2 separate regions of the Lactuca sativa genome follow, and region 2 is linked to region 1. A link is a contact called in public Hi-C data. All regions are on one chromosome and are shown on one strand. Each heading gives the region's core, a stretch centred on a gene start, on an enhancer-like site or on the middle of the called end of the contact. The rest is flanking DNA. Distances are from core to core; before and after follow the strand shown.

What was found. Hi-C and Micro-C count contacts between places; a contact is called where the count stands out from the background.
Region 2: a Hi-C map of bud shows a contact between it and region 1, with 9 times the contacts expected there. The contact joins the promoter of LOC111893079 here to the promoter of LOC111893078 in region 1. A contact is called at or near these places in 2 of 4 Hi-C or Micro-C datasets (bud and seed).

What each region holds. Positions count from the first base shown.
Region 1 is chr6:43,186,704-43,191,390 of Lsat_Salinas_v11, reverse strand. LOC111893078 reads left to right here and starts at 2,180. Exons shown (of 6, transcript XM_023889153.3): 1 at 2,180-3,089; 2 at 3,168-3,353; 3 at 3,453-3,689; 4 at 3,768-3,985; 5 at 4,064-4,330; 6 at 4,413-4,687. The coding sequence starts at 2,672. The coding sequence ends at 4,649.
Region 2 is chr6:43,373,273-43,377,959 of Lsat_Salinas_v11, reverse strand. LOC111893079 (40S ribosomal protein S23) reads right to left here and starts at 1,803. Exons shown (of 4, transcript XM_023889155.2): 1 at 1,665-1,803; 2 at 1,055-1,210; 3 at 856-982; 4 at 454-770. The coding sequence starts at 1,669. The coding sequence ends at 630. It overlaps LOC111893057 (PWWP domain-containing protein 5), which reads left to right. Exons shown (of 2, transcript XM_023889128.3): 2 at 1-749.

The DNA.
Region 1 (4,687 bases), core at 931-3,430:
CGGAAATCCTCCGGCTATAATTCCCACAAAACACTTAGTCAAATACTGCTAAACGACCTCAGGGTAAAATGACCATCTACCCCTAACCAAGCCAAGAGTCAAAGTCAAAGTCAACTTCCAGTTGACCCGAATCGCCGAGTTGGCTCGCCAAATCGTCGAGTCCCTATCCATTCGATTGACCATAATCCCGTCTCTACTTGTCGAGTTAGGCATTGACTCGACGAGTTTTCCTTCTAAACTGATGTCCAATAGTCCTTCATCCTACTCGCCGAGTTGTATGAACAACTCGTCGAGTTCATCTTCATCCGAAGAACATTCTATGCTAAGACTCGTCGAGTTGTATGAACAACTCGCCGAGTCTGTTCTTGAGGCAAGAAGATTTCCTTGGACTCGCCGAGTCAGGGCATTGACTCGCCGAGTTCCTCCATGAGTGAGTCTGGCTTCCGACTCACTGAGTCACCCCCCATGACTCACGACCCCACTCAGCAAACACGAAAAGAGGAAAACTCGGGGACTCGCGACTCGAATCGCCGAGTCAGATGAACGACTCGCCGAGTCTTTCACATGCAATTACTATATACTCGATTTTGCTTGAGTCCAGCTCATGCCATACATAGATCTGAGTTTTTAGGGCTTGATTAACACGTAAAGTTTCTAACTTTACGTGTAAATAAACACCAATGAAGGTTTTAGGGCTCAAAATGCACTAAAAGAGTAGATCTAGGGCTTTCATGCAATATGGCTCCATAAAGGCAGTAGATCCGACCTCCTGGAGCTTAATCATGCCTAGATCTAAAGGTTAATCAACTTATCATAAACCCTAATTCATAATCAAGATTGGAAATGGCTCAAGAAGGACTTTAGTGGAGCTCTAAGGGACCCTTAGCATTAAAACATAAGGAAACTGAGTTATACCTCAAGGAATCTCTGAAATAACACCAAGATGCTTGGCCTCCTTCTTCTCCTCTTGATCTACTCTCCTTTTTCTCTAAAAATCTTCAAGAAATCACACCAAAACACTTCAATCTCACAAGGAACGAGGTTAGGATGATATAGGGAGCTCTGAGGGTGAAGGGGGCGAGCTTGGGGGCGCATATGATGGTTTAAATAGGGTGCAAACCCTTGAAATTAGGGTTTCATCAGACATCGGGGACTCGCCGAGTCCAGAATATGGACTCGCCGAGTCGCCAACTTAAACGTGCTCATATCCCGGCTCTACTCGGTGAGTCGGGCCTACAACTCGCCGAGTCCAATGCTAAAAATGCAAAATACTTAGATAAATTTTTCATACCAGGAACTAGGTGCTACAGCTTAAACCCACATACATTATTTTGGAATTTGTGGTATTATATGCTCAACATTGTAATATGTAATCGTAAGACACATTATCGCCAAACCACAATTGTTCATAATCTAATTATACATAGGGAGTAAGACAACTAGTTGGAATAACATGTAGTGTGCCTAAAATTATTTGTTGCACGCGAGTGAATCTTAATTATGTTTAGGTAATTAATTGGAATTTAAGGGAAGAAAAACGTGTTTTTCCAACTATATGAACAATTAAACCGGAAGTATCTTGTTTTCTCATTCATAGTATTTGTTTTAACAACCTTTTGCAACGTAAAGTTTCTATCTATTTAGTTTAGATTTGGTTTAATTTTATTTCGTGACAATTGCAAGTAGTACTTTTTCCAATGACTATATTAACATAAAGTTTAACCACAAACTCCTCGTACATTTGACCCTTACTTACCCTAGCTATCTAGTGAGTTTTTAAGGTTATTTTTAATTGAGACTACAACCTCGGTCATGCATGCTTTTGTAATTACGATTACTATGATTTTCGTTTAGATCACTTAGGCTAAAAAACAACCTACCTTCAGTTCATTTTTATGACACACATTGTTGTATTGAGTTGAACGCGAAACTTAGATAAATCATTACTTTCTCACACAAAATCAGATTTAAACATTCTTTATATCCATGTGTTCCTGATCACGACTACTATAAACAAAAGTGTAATTTCTTAAACAAATTAAAAGAAAAAGAAAAGAAAGATATTATCTAGGTACGCCGTTGACGGAACATGCATCATATCCTGCAAACTGACCCCACCACCGACCTTTACCCCACCCCCAGAAACCTAGAAAACGAAAAGAAGATCATCAAATCTCAATCAATATCAATCCCACAGAGACTTCGAGTCAAGAAAAAACTTTGCACAGAGATCGGAGCTCGAGGAAATCTCCATTAATGGCTGCTTCCTATGATCATATGAGCTTCGAAATTTGTTTTCAATACTCAAGCCATTCGCCGACCACCTCTGAAATGACGGTTTATATATGTGATGCGGTGTCATGCTATACTGTACCATTTTTGTCGTAAAGCAAAAAGCGAGAATAATCCCTTTATGGCGTAGGGTTTATGCAATTTTTCGTATAATTTATTCCTAGATTGAGTTTCACGCTTGTAAAGCTCTCATTCCTACTCAGATTTTGGTGTTTATCTTCTGATTGAAGCAAATCTGCACACATACTTTTGCTCTTTATCTATACTTGTATTTTCAGTCGGTATTATCTGAAAACGGATTGCTATCCGGAAATTAGAAAGTGAAGATGCCATTGACGTGGTAGTGAAGCAGTCACTGAACTTGAAGAAAAAAACAAAAATGGAGGAGATTGGGAGACCGAAATCATGGACGGAGGAGCTAGCGAGTCTCGTGGAGGACACCGGAATACGATACACCGGTGACGATCACACTCTCAGTGGCCTCTCAACGCCGTCGTTTGAGTTGAAATCCGCGATGGAAGGGGAAAGAGTGGAATCCGAATCCGAGAGCCTTAAGGATCAAATGAAAGGGTTCGTGAAAGCTTGGGGAGAAATAGCGATTGAATTAGGGAAAGGTTGTAAGGATGTAGTTTTACAGAGTGTATTAACCGATGATTCTTACATAGTGAAAAAAACGAAAGGGCCGTGTCGAGTGGTTGCCGGAAAATTGAGTGTTTTGAATGATTTTCTGCCGGAGGATCGTCATCCCGTTCATGCTTGGCCAGTGATTTTATCCGTTTTCCTCGTCGCTCTCTCAGGTAATTCGACTTTAACTCCATTAAAACATCAGAATAAGTTTTCCCCTTTCCGATTCACATTCTTCTTATCTCCTGCAGTTCTGAGTTTGAACATTAAACACGAAAACACTCCGATTCCACTTGTTCAATCACATCCTCCTAGCGCAAATCGGATACTACTTCCCGATGGTAGAAACATCTCATATCATGAACAAGGAGTTCCTGCCGACAAAGCTAGATATTCACTAATCGCACCTCACGCCTTTCTCTCTTCTCGTCTTTCAGGTAGAAATCACTACTAAACTACTGCTTCTCACGTTCTTGTAATCAGATAAACAAAAACCATGAATGTTGCAAAGAACTAAAGATACTCTCGTTTTACAGGAATCCCAGGCATCAAATCGTCACTCCTGGAAGAATTCGGTGTTCGATTAGTAACTTATGATCTTCCTGGATTTGGGGAAAGCGATCCACACCCAAATCGGACTCTTCACTCATCAGCCATGGATCTTCTACACTTAACAGAAGCTCTTGAAATCAACAAATTCTGGGTGTTTGGGTATTCTAGTGGCGCTATCCACACTTGGGCAGCTCTAAAGCACATACCTTCTAAAATCGCAGGTAACTTTACTGTTCACAATCTAAACCTTTATAAAAACTTCACATATTTAATGATTTATGGATGATGATTATATACAGGGGCAGCTATGTTTGCACCAATGGTTAATCCATATGACCCTGGTATGACAAAAGAAGAAAGATCAGGAATTTGGGAGAAATGGACACGAAGAAGGAAACTTATGTTCTTTTTTGCTCGAAGATTTCCAAGATTTCTTAAATTCTTTTACAGAAGAACTTTTCTATCTGGGAAACATGGCCCAATTGATAAATGGTTGTCTTTATCTCTTTCAGACAAGGTGAGAGTTTTCCAATTAGAAAAATTTCAGCTTTTTAAAGTTTTGTGAAGTTTAGTTTGACTTTCTTGATTTAAACAGGATCAAGATTTGACCAAAGATCCGGGTTTTGAAGAGTTTTGGAGAAGGGATGTGGAGGAGTCGATTAGGCAAGGAAATGTGAAACCTTTTATAGAGGAAGCTGTTTTACAGGTGTCGAATTGGGGGTTTAGTTTGAGGGATTTACAAGTTGAAAAGAAATGCAAGGAGAGAGGATTGTTTGATTGGTTTAAAAACCAGTTTATGTTTTTGTCTAATGAAGTGGAATGTGAATTGGTGGGATTTCTTGATCCGATTCATATATGGCAGGTTTGTGATTGTGATTTTTTTTTTCTTTTTTTGGAATATGATTTTGAGAAGTTTGTTTTGGTTTTGTGAAAAATGAAAATAGGGAATGGAGGATTTGGTGGTGCCAAGTGTGATGAGTGAGTATGTGACACGTGTCATACCAAGTGCTATTGTGCATAAAGTAGCAAATGAAGGACATTTTTCCTACTTTTACTTGTGTGATGAATGTCATAGAATGATACTTTCGACTCTTTTTGGAGAAGTCTATGATCATCAAGATCCTTTAGAAAGGAGTGTAGAAGAAGAATTAAAACATTTTGATTACAAAAGTATAGTTTAAGAAAGGTAGAGAGCATTACATTAGTTGTTTCTAATAGG
Region 2 (4,687 bases), core at 554-3,053, 190 kb before region 1:
ATTTGCTAGTATGGATATGTTTAGTTTACTACTTGTTTGAATAGATGAAAATTGATTAGTTTTGTAAAAATATTGTTAAATTTATGTTGTTTGTTTTGTTAAAAAAAAAGGTCCTCGGGTAAACCCAAATCTGATGCTATATTTTCAAATAATGTTTCATATCTTGTTACAATATTTGAACATCTCAAGAACATTTTTCATTTCATTTTGGTTTTAGTTAAGGTTTTTAATTAAAATATTTTAAACATATCACAAACCTTTATTTGTTGTTTATCGATATTTTGTTAAAGAATTTGAAAAACTTTATTTTGTAAGTTAAGGTAAAGTGGGACTTTAATATTTTTATAAAATATATAAATTCTTTCTACTAAGATACGGATATTCAAAATTTCAAACAATTCATACACAAAAAAAAAGCAACAACACATTCACTAATAGAAAGCAGTATAAAAGTAGGCAAAAACAGTTATCTAAATAAATTGTGTTTACCAAAATCACATTACAAAACAAGAACAAATCGTCTGCCCTCTGCAAACACAAATCTAAAACCACAATTCCATTTGAACTCTTCAACAAACATATCAAAACTAAGACAAAAGTCACCAGTAAAACCTCCTCAGAAATATCACTTAAGATCTTGGCTTCTCCTTCTTCTCCTTGAAAAGAGCCAAAAGTGAAACACCAGAAACCTTCACCACCTTGAACCTAACTCCAGGAATATCTCCCACAGCATGTCCCTTACGTCCAAATCCAGCAATCAAAACTTCATCCTGTCAAACAAACAATCACAAATTATACACATCATGAAAGAATTCACACAAGTGTGAAATTGAAAGAACACAATTGGGTACGAACGTTTTCTTCAATGTAGTTCAAGCAACCATCATTGGGGACGAAAGCAGCAATCTTCTTTCCATTCTTGATGAGTTGAACTCTGGCACACTTTCGGATAGCAGAGTTAGGCTGCTTAGCTTCAATACCACTGTCAAAATGGAGAAAGTTTAGGTTTTGGAATTGAGAAATGAATACACGAATTTGAGGATTTAGGGTTTACATTTTCTCAAGGACGATGCCTTTAGCGTGAGAAGAACCAGCGAATGGTTTCTTCCATTCGTTACCAAGGTGAGACTTCTTGTATGATTTGTCAGCCCATCTTTGTCTGCGGCGATGTGACTTCAGCTTGCGTCCAGCTCCCATTCCATGTGTCTTTCTGCAAATTCAATCACTATGAGCAAACAACCTCACCATGAAAAAACCATATACAGTTATCAAATTGCTTAACTCCTTTTCGGATTTTGATCACATCGAATCATCGAAGAAGTATACTCATGTCAAGTTATGTATTCACAGTCCGCATATGTATATCAATATGAAATCTAAGCCGGTTTCCGACTTACTAGATCTAAACACTATTTCAAATCATAATAATAAACAAAAATAGCGAATTGTGATCTTCCAAATCTGTTTCGTACGTTGATTAAGCTAAAACAGTGTTTGATTCATGTATCCGGTTTAGTTATCAACGAAACTGTATCCAATGAGCAAATAACTACTGGAATCATGTATATGAACTCATATAATCCACGAATACAATTTTGACAAAAACAGAACACATTCAAGAGAAGAAGCAGAAGATAGATATGATCAAAGACGGTGGTGCTTACCCCATGTTTGCGAGATTTGAGTGAAACGCTGACGGCGCGTAGGTTCCGAGCGAGACCTTGAAGAAGAAGCGGCTGCCTTGTGATAAAAACCCTACTTCTTGTGACGAATGAAGCAGAGATCATGTTTTTATATGGGTGGGTCATGACTAATGACGATTGTGCGAAACAGAGTGGGCCAACCAATGACTCTTTTTTTGGGCCTTGTAATTGGGCCGAGCCGTTGTTATTTTAACAAAAATAATTAACAAAAACTAAATGTTTTTTACGGCCTATTAGAAAAAAGGAAAATAAGAAGAAGCAAAACGAAAAAAAAAAATCACTAAAAAAATCCTAACATATCATCTTCGAATGATTGAAAAAAATCTATCATGTCTATAATAACGCTTTTTAAACGGTAAACCCTTGATCGTCGATTAATTACCGATCGTGATTTAAAAAAAAAAAATCTAAGGTGGTGTTTGTTTTTTGTCCGCAGACCTTCTTAGCCTTTTCTGTCTGCGCGGCACAGACCACGTGTAGACATTAGTTTTCACAGACTGTTTGTTTTTTTGAAGACTGCAGACCTAAAAATGTCTGCGCGCCCTCTTCTTGGCGTATATGTGGACCAGAGTCTTCTAACATCTTCTAGCCTAAAAAAACACATATACTTTATTTCTTTTAGTTTTTTTTTAATTTATATTTATTCCAATTTTATTAGTGATAAACAATTTGAAAAAAAAAATTACAATACTTAAAAAAAAATTCGACGACACAAACATGATATTTTTGACAAATTTATAATTAAAAGTTTATTACAATAATGGTCGTTGAAGTTGTTTATATAAATATAAAAAAATAATAATATATTCTCATATTTTTTGTCCCAAATTTTATAAAATATCATTTAATAAAGCATCGTTAACTTCTTAGAAAAAATAATTATTGCACGTTTTTAATTGATTTAATTGAAAAAATCGAAGTTTTTTTTTCATTCATTTATATATCAAATTCTTTGATTCCTAATTACAATGTTTAGGCATAACTTTGCGACCAAAATTATTGGTTTTTATAAAATCTATACGTTAATTTGTACCATTTTTATTTTCAATTTTTATACAATAATACATAAAAGTCTATTTAGATGTGTTATTTATTTATAACAAAGTCATAAATATATTAAAAATCACTTTGTAGTTTAAAAAATCAGTTTATTTAGATTTTAGTTTATTTTAATAGTCTGCAGATGTTAAAAAAACAAACAGTCTTCTTTTTGCAGACTTCAGACGTTTGGTCCACCTCTTCTGCTGCAGATGTCTACAGATGTGATCCGCAGACTGCAGACATTTTGCCTAAAAAAAACAAACAACACCTAACATATTATCCTCTTATGTGTAAAAAAAAACATTATGTTGTTTTTTATACAATAAAACCATTATATTTTATGATTTTGTACAATAAAAACCCTTTTATGTTTTGGTTTTGTACAATAAAAAATTTTATTTCCACATTTATATAATATATTTCTTTGATAAATGATAATTGATAAATATTTCATTCATTCCATTAAAAAACAAGGGGGTTCAAATGCATAATTTCTCCACTGTTTTATGTTTTTCTTTTGAGATACCGTAACACACGATGGCTCTAAGGTATTTATTTAAGTTGGTTATTTATTTATTTTGATTCTGGGCCTCGAAGTCATCGGAGTTAACCATTTTTGGACTCAAGGTGTGCCGTACGCGGGGCGTACCACCTTATGTACGCTGGACGTACTAGTGAAAAGGGGACGCGGATGTCATGCACGTACGCTCGACATACATGTCCAGACCCCAAAACCCTGATATTTAGGGTTTGAACACTATTTAAAGAACATTATGTCCCAATGATCTTTCCCACCAGCCTCCCTCTAGTCCTTAAACAGCGTCCACAAAACCCTAACTCCATTATTGACTGTTGTTGAGCTTGGAAGGTATTTTTGAGTGTATCTTAAGTGTTTTGAAGGAAGGGATCATCTTGAAGCTTCATTGGAGGAGTGAGAACTTGAAGATCCAAAACATCATCATCATCATCATTTGGCACTCATTAAAGGTATAAAGCTTTGAACTTGTTGTATTATAGCTTAGATCTAGTTCTAGCTTGATTTTGGTTAACTTTTGGTCCCATGAATAAGTTTTGGTGGCTTGATGCTATACCAGAAGTTATGAGTTGCCCTCTTGACGTTTTTGAGACTTCTAAGCCTTAAAGTTAGCACCTTTGGGTTCGAAACCCACCCATGCATGAATTTGAGTCCATTTTATGGAAGTAGAGTGTTACATGTCGAGTTTGGGTCATTTGGGGCATGCAAAGCCACCAAGTCAAAGACTTTTATGGTTCTAGATGTTGAATACGACTCATATCTGTGATTAGGACCATTGCACTAAGGAATTAAGAGCTTAATAGAGAGATGGCTTAATGGGTAAGTACGTTGGGCGTACAAGCTCGTACACACAACGTACAAGCCATGCAGTGTGTACAGTTAACGTATAGCTGAGTACGCCAAGTGTACTCAGTGATTGGGCTTCACATTTTTTGGGCCTCAGATGGGCTACTTCTTTGGACATTATTGTTTTGGGCTTTATTACGCCATATGAAATTAGGATTTGGACTAAGGAAATTATTGAGCTTTAAGGTAAGGCCCATATGGAGGGTTTGGGCCCAATTTGGAAAATTGGGTCATAAGTGGGCCTTAGAGGAACAATTGGTTTTGGGATTTTTGGTTTGTGGATTTGGACCTTGGTATTGGATCAATTTAGGACAGGGGTAAAATGGTCATTTTACCCCAAATTGGATTATTGGATATAGTTTAGAACCCAAGTGTTAATTAGGTGTTATTTTGTACTGATAGCTTGAGGAGTCATCAGGATAGTAGCTTGTGATCTTCAGTGAGATTCAACACTCGATGTGAGTTTCCTCACAATGTATAGCGAGTCGAAGGCACCAATGCCGACTCATGATATGACCTGTTAGAATACTCGTTGTATGTGTGACACTAGTATTTGTATGTG